Linked DNA regions of Mus musculus: region 2 is linked to region 1. A link is a contact called in public Micro-C data. All regions are on one chromosome and are shown on one strand. Each heading gives the region's core, a stretch centred on a gene start, on an enhancer-like site or on the middle of the called end of the contact. The rest is flanking DNA. Distances are from core to core; before and after follow the strand shown. Region 1 overlaps Psmb7 (proteasome (prosome, macropain) subunit, beta type 7). Region 2 has its middle 42 kb from the start of Gm25081.

What was found. Hi-C and Micro-C count contacts between places; a contact is called where the count stands out from the background.
Region 2: a Micro-C map of trophoblast stem cells shows a contact between it and region 1, with 5 times the contacts expected there. The contact joins two enhancer-like sites. A contact is called at or near these places in 8 of 39 promoter capture datasets (the 3T3-L1 cell line, the C10 cell line, the HPC-7 cell line and 4 more), 8 of 15 datasets of contacts at CTCF or cohesin (CD8 T cells, the G1E-ER4 cell line, embryonic stem cells and 5 more), 206 of 484 Hi-C or Micro-C datasets (the 3T3-L1 cell line, 3T3-L1-derived adipocytes, the 63-12 cell line and 103 more), 33 of 115 datasets of contacts at active chromatin or transcription factors (the 230-238 cell line, CD8 T cells, the HPC-7 cell line and 19 more) and 2 of 9 other capture datasets (embryonic stem cells and embryonic tail).

The regions. Positions count from the first base shown.
Region 1 is chr2:38,591,011-38,594,002 of GRCm38.p6, forward strand. The region is part of intron 6 of Psmb7 (proteasome (prosome, macropain) subunit, beta type 7); the gene reads right to left. Among named protein-coding and RNA genes, the nearest start is that of Psmb7, 51 kb to the right of the region's middle. Within about 2 kb of position 1,646, at least 34 of the 459 cell types and tissues checked have an H3K27ac peak or open chromatin away from gene starts, as enhancers often do. A contact at or near this core is called in extraembryonic ectoderm and trophoblast stem cells, where this site is marked.
Region 2 is chr2:38,436,817-38,440,136 of GRCm38.p6, forward strand. No RefSeq gene overlaps it. Among named protein-coding and RNA genes, the nearest start is that of Gm25081, 42 kb to the right of the region's middle. Within about 2 kb of position 2,040, at least 9 of the 459 cell types and tissues checked have an H3K27ac peak or open chromatin away from gene starts, as enhancers often do. A contact at or near this core is called in extraembryonic ectoderm and trophoblast stem cells, where this site is marked.

The DNA of each region.
Region 1 (2,992 bases), core at 396-2,895:
GGAGGCAGAGGCAGGCGGATCTCTCTGAGTTCCAGGACAGCTAGAGCTATGCAGAAAAACCTTGTCTTGAAAACCAAACCTAACCATCACCACCATTCCCTAGAACTGACTCCAATGGTTTGCCTGGAGCTCTTCAGGTGGTAAGCAGGGGCCTAGACTTTTCAAAGTCCTTCATGCCCTTTCTTCACTACAATGTCTTCCATTATATGCTGCCAGTATCTGTCATTTAAAGAAAGACTCAATAAGTTCTGCTGAAGTCTTACTGCTGGGCAGTAATACTTTAGGTTTCAGGGTACACTTATTGTCTGTTACAACTATTTGATGCCAACACCTAACATATAACAGCTACAAACTAAGCATAAACAGGGTGATTATCAGGCCCAAAAATACTTTATTAACAAAAACGGGTGTTAGGTTGGATTTGACTCCTGGACTCAGTTTGCTAAATGATCAAAATATCTTAATGTTGTTGACTCCAGGATAGAATCTTCCCATCCAATAATGGGGGAAGACAAAGCTGCGTTTATAAAGTCAAAGAGTAAGGTAAAACCCCTATGGAAGCCATCTTCTTAGATAACATAGTGGACAAAATCAGCACTGTGAGGCTGAGACAAGCTGATAACAAAATACAATCATATTTCTGGGGAAATGCTGCCAGAGCCAAACCCAAGACCACTTTGCCCTCACAGAATTTGTCTCCACCCAACCTATGAGCTTACAAGTTTACCAAAGTGACTTGCTGTTTCTCCCCAAATTTCCCATATGCCAGGGGAGACACACTAGGACCAAAGACAGAGGTCCCAGAACTTTATCCTCTTGGGATTTTAAGAGTTCAGGCCCATGTGACAGCTCCAAGGCTTGTCAGAGGTCAAAGGCTGAGTAGGAAAGACAATAAAGGTCGCCTCAGCAAGGCTTCAAGGAGAGCTGAAGGCAGGCTGTAAACAAAGGCATCCAGGAAATGAGCAAAGCAGGTAGCAAGGCAGAACATAGGTCCACCAAGCTGCAATCTTTTATGAAACAAGGGCAGGTGTGAGCCAGCCTTTCCTAGCTGTGTGCTGCCGCTGCTTCCCAACAACACAAGGGTACAGACACTTGAGCCCAACAAAACACGCATCTCAGGAACACCACCCCCAACTTCAAGTCCCACACCCGAACTGCCCCAAATTTGGTCTAAGAGCCTTGATGAGCAGATTCAAGGCTTCAAGTTGTGCGAAAAATCTGAGCCAGGTTTGAATACTAGTGACAGTAGTGCCCTCTACAGACCCAGAGGAGGATAGAGACAGCTCTGCAAGAGTGGGAGGGATCTTTACCAAACCAGCAGCCAGACACCTTTGTAAGAGCAGTGAAGCAAGTTATTCTCGTGTGCATCTGCACAGTGCCTTGAGAATTCACCTCACAGAATCATCTAATCAGGAACTGTTTCTGAACAGTCCCACAAAAGCCTTACCAGAAACAAGGAAAGGTGGTATACAGGAGATGCTAGTGGAGACTGCTCCCACACAGAAAGCAAAACCCAATCACCGGCTTAACAAATGCAACCTCATTCCAACTCTGTTTATTAACCAACCTTAGATGTGCATGTGCACGCTCGCTGGGAGTGCCCTGCTTGCTCCCCAGCTCGGGGCTTCCGACCTTCTCCCCCTTCTCTTTTCTCCACTTAACTACCGCCTTTGTCTGTTCTTGTCCCTTTAGCTAGTGCTCTGAGCAAGACACATGGGACAGAAAAAAATAACCAACAGGCAGCACTTAGCACCACAGATCTTAATTCCCAAGGGAGGATGACGCTGAGAGCATGGAAATATATGAGCTGTTGTTACACATGCCTGTCTAGTCTGTATTCATTCACCTGGACAGGAGGTGCTGCAGAGTGCAGGTGACTCTCCCTCTGCTTTGTAAACATTTGCACATGGAAGTAAATCCCAGCAAAAGCACATTTCAAAAAGTACAAAGAATTTGAAATGTATTATGTATAATTTGATCCACTTGTAGAATCATCATGTATACAGACGTGTAAAGGCTTTGACAAATTGAGGAGACATTTAATGCTGCTTCACCAATTCAAGAGAAGATGATTCTTTAAGGACTCCTCCCCCTTGACCCCACCCCCACCCCCCAGTTATGAAATGGAAAACTTCACACTGAGTACCTACCATAACATGTTAAATACAGAATCAGGCACATGGATAATCTCTATCCAGTTTTATTACAATCCCCAAACACCTACGGAGGCTCATACTAATCAGAATGTATGGCCGAGAGGGAGCCCCAAGGCCACACAGCTAGCAAACAGTAAATAGTAAAGCAGGTTTGTGGTAGCCACAAACCGTATCAGCTAAGTAACCTTCTTGGGCTCTGGGCTCTTCACTACTTGGGGACGCCACGGCTGTGTTAAGTTTAAGGATAGGTGCCAATTTCTGTCTGGCTTGCCAAAAAGCAGCTCCTATGGCTGTCACTAGAGAGCAGGGGAGCCTTGTGCTTTCCCTAACACCCTCAGACTACCTGATGAAGGCCTTTCGCCTCTCTACTTTGCACAAGATAATGTTCCCACAATGTCCTGTCAGGAATGCCAGTATCAGTGGCATACCTTCAGGAGACAGAGGTGGGCAAATCTCTGAGTTCAAGGCCAGCCTGGTCTACAGAGTAAGTTCCTGGACAGTCAGGGCTACACAAAACAAAATAAAAGATGATGGTCTTACTTCATGTTCTTCTCACCACCAAACTCTCTCAAAACACAAGGAGGTTGAAAACGATTGCTGTCTACCCATCACTTACGTAGTACTTTCAAGAAGTATCTTCAGAAACCTATCTGAGGAACTGCTTCATAGCTAAACTGCTGTCTTTAAACACGGTACTTTACAAACAGACTTCTAGGTACAGATAGATGCACCTATACTACTACGCATGGTCATGTTTTTTCTTCTCTAGAGTAAAATTTCGCAAATAACTTGTTTTTAATATGTGCTGCTATTATTTTAGAAAACTGTCAAGAAAA
Region 2 (3,320 bases), core at 790-3,289, 150 kb before region 1:
GCCATATGTTTTCACTTCAGTAAACAAGCTTGGTTGTTCCAACTGCACAGGGTATGCATAATCACACATCAGTGGGAGGTACGTAGGCAGGAAGTGCGACAGGATGTATGCTTGCTCCTGAGTGGATGAAGGTAGGAAGCACACACTCTTGTAGGTTTAGACTTCTTAAGCCTCTGACTTAATGAGTGCCATACTCTAGGAATCTTGGGTATAGACGACATGCCCAGTGTCCATCATCCTGGCCAATATTTAACAGAGCTTGCTTCCAATTTGGCTCAGAAATTGTGGTACTGGTCATACTCTCACCCGGTGAGATTGACAAGGCCACTCCAGCAAAGGCAAGTTGGAAAATGAGACAGTGAAATTCTTTTCTCCACTCTCTGCTCTCTTACTAATGGACTGAGCTGGATGGAAAGCAAGCAAATCCATCCAGGTCAGGTCCCTGGAGGCAGAGCCAATTCAGCATGGATCCAGAGGGGCTAACATTCACTTCATTTGCCCTAAACAAAATTTCCTGCCCACTCCCTCCTTTCCCTTTCCTTTCTTGCAGAATGAAATCAAATGAGAGACTGGAAGTCCTTTGGCCACTGTTTAGAAACCACCCCATAGGGACACAGAAGAGACAAGGAGGCACAAATGCCTAAATGTCTTCAGGAAAGGCCTTTGCCTCCCTCATCTGTCACGAGTAGTTGTTTTCTAGGCTTTGCTGCCCAGCTTGTCCTATCCCCTAACTTGTACTTGTAGCTTAGGGCGGATGCATGGAGCTCTCTACCATCAAGCTGAAGAGAGGGGGTAAATGGCATAGTGTCCTCAAAGGAGATTAGATGAGGTCAGGTTCTTAAACAACACATCTCTTGTTTCTTACATCTTAAGAAAACTTGCAGATACAGAGACAAAGTTTGGAGCTGAGACGAAAGGATGGACCATCTAGAGACTGCCATGTCCGGGGATCCATCCCATAATCAGCTTCCAAACGCTGACACCATTGCACACACTAGCAAGATTTTGCTGAAAGGACCCAGATATAGCTCTCTTTTGTGAGACTATGCCAGGGCCTAGCAAACACAGAAGTGGATGCTCACAGTCAGCTATTGGATGGGTCACAGGGCCCCCAATGGAGGAGCTAGAGAAAGTATCCAAGGAACTAAAGGGATCTGCAACCCTATAGGTAGAACAACGTTATGAACCAGTACCCCGGAGCTCTTGACTCTAGCTGCATATGTATCAAAAGATGGCCTAGTCGGCCATCAGTGGAAAGAGAGGCCCATTGGACTTGCAAACTTTATATGCCTCAGTACAGGGGAATGCCAGGGCCAAAAAGTGGGAGTGGGTGGATAGGGGAGTTGGGGGAGGGGAGGGTATGGGGGACTTTTGTGATAGCATTGGAAATGTAAATGAGGAAAATACCTAATAAAAATATTTTTAAAAAATTAAAAATAAATAAATAAATAAAGCTGCTATAAACATAAAAAAAGAAAACTCGCAGAAATATTCATACCAGTCTCTTCAAATATACCCTTGCTATGACTTCATAAAGAAAGAATTAAAGCAACACAAAAACAATGAGAATGATCAAAAGATTATATTTCACCCATCCCTGAGCTGTGCTGTCAACCAGTGAAGATGACTTGTTTTTGTTTTTTTTCTGAGACAGGGTCTTAACTGTAGCCTGGCTGCCCTGGAACTTATTACGTAGATCAGGCCGGCCTTGAACTCACAGAGACCATCCTGCCCCTCTCTGCCCCTCAAATTTTAGGAATACGGGGATATATCATCGTGCCTGGCTTGATTTTTATGTAGAATTCCTAACATAATAAAAGCTAATGATATAGGGTTAATTGAAATTTTGAAATAAAGTACTGGAGGCTCTGGTCCTATTCTCACACCAGGCAGCCCTGTAAAAGAAGATAAATTAGCAAGAGAAAAAGAACACTTAAAAAAAAAAAAAAACAAACAGTTTCCTGTGACGTGGGAGCCTTCAGAAAACTGGTTTTATGATCAGGTGTGGTAAGCAATGGATAGCCACACAGAAATGAGCAAGGTTGAACAGCAGGATTGCATGTTTACAGACAGCGTTGGGAGGGAACCTGTCATGGCCTCTGCTCAAATATTCCTACGTGGCTTTAGCATTCTTTCCTCCTAGGAATGGGGCAGGAACCCTCTAGAATGAGAGCCTTCCAGGGAGAAAGGACAGTGCTTTTTCTAGGTGTGAGGGCTTTGGGTGGGGCAGGTGTTCTTTTCTATGGCCTACCCTGAGGAGAGGAATTCTGGTTTCTATGACTCATTTTGAGGGAGGAAGAGGAACAAAGTATGGGAGGACCGAAGAAGGTCAGAGGGAATTTGCTTCAGAAACTTTTCAGGAAAATTTCAATAAGATTTATTTATGTTTTTTGGTTGTTATTTTTTTTTCCATTTTTTTTTTCTTTTTTTCGAAGACGGAGTTTCTTTATGTAGCCCCTGGCTTTCCTGGAGCTTGCTCTGTAGGCCAAGGTGGTCTCCAACTCAGATATCTTCCTGCCTCTGCCTCTTGAGTGCTAGGCCTAAAGGTGTGCGCCATCACCACCTGGCTTTTTCAGGATCTTTTAATTCACTGTGCCCAGATGCCGAAGGGCCCAGTTTTGTGGTATCCTGATTTGAAGAGCCATCATGGATTTCGGCAAAGCCTTTCTCCTGTGGTTCTATACATCTCTGATTCTCAGTTGTTGTTGTTGTTGTTTTTCTTGTTTTTTTCGAGACAGGGTTTCTCTGTATAGCCCTGGCTGTCCTGGAACTCACTTTGTAGACCAGGCTGGCCTTGAACTCAGAAATCTGCCTGCCTCTGCCTCCCAAGTTCTGGGATTAAAGGCTTGTGCCTTTAAATTTAAACCCTGGTGACCCACCCTTCCTTAAGTTCTTTTCGTTGATTATTTTGCTGCAGCTATAAGGAATGTTTCTCTAAGAGTTCAAGATTGATTGATTATGTCTGCCATGGGTGGAAAATGAGTAAGCTGTCAGACGTCTGCTGGACATTTGTCAGTTCTTGTGTAGACCTCAGGATACCTGCAATTGTACCTAGATAAGCACCCAATTCCTTCAGGAATCCTAATTACTTATATTTCAGGTTTCGTCTGCAATGTGTGTTGTTGGAACACCGAGGAACTGTGCCTTGTTTGCGGATAGTTCTTTGTTATCTTCCACTGTGTGACGTCTGTTCCATTCTTCGGCTTTCTGAGTCATAATCCACCAACCAAGACCTTGGACTTGAGTCTCGGTTTGGTTTTCTTCTCTCTTAGGGTCTCACATTATAAAGAGCAGTCTTGCTTTAATCTTGTTTGCCTATC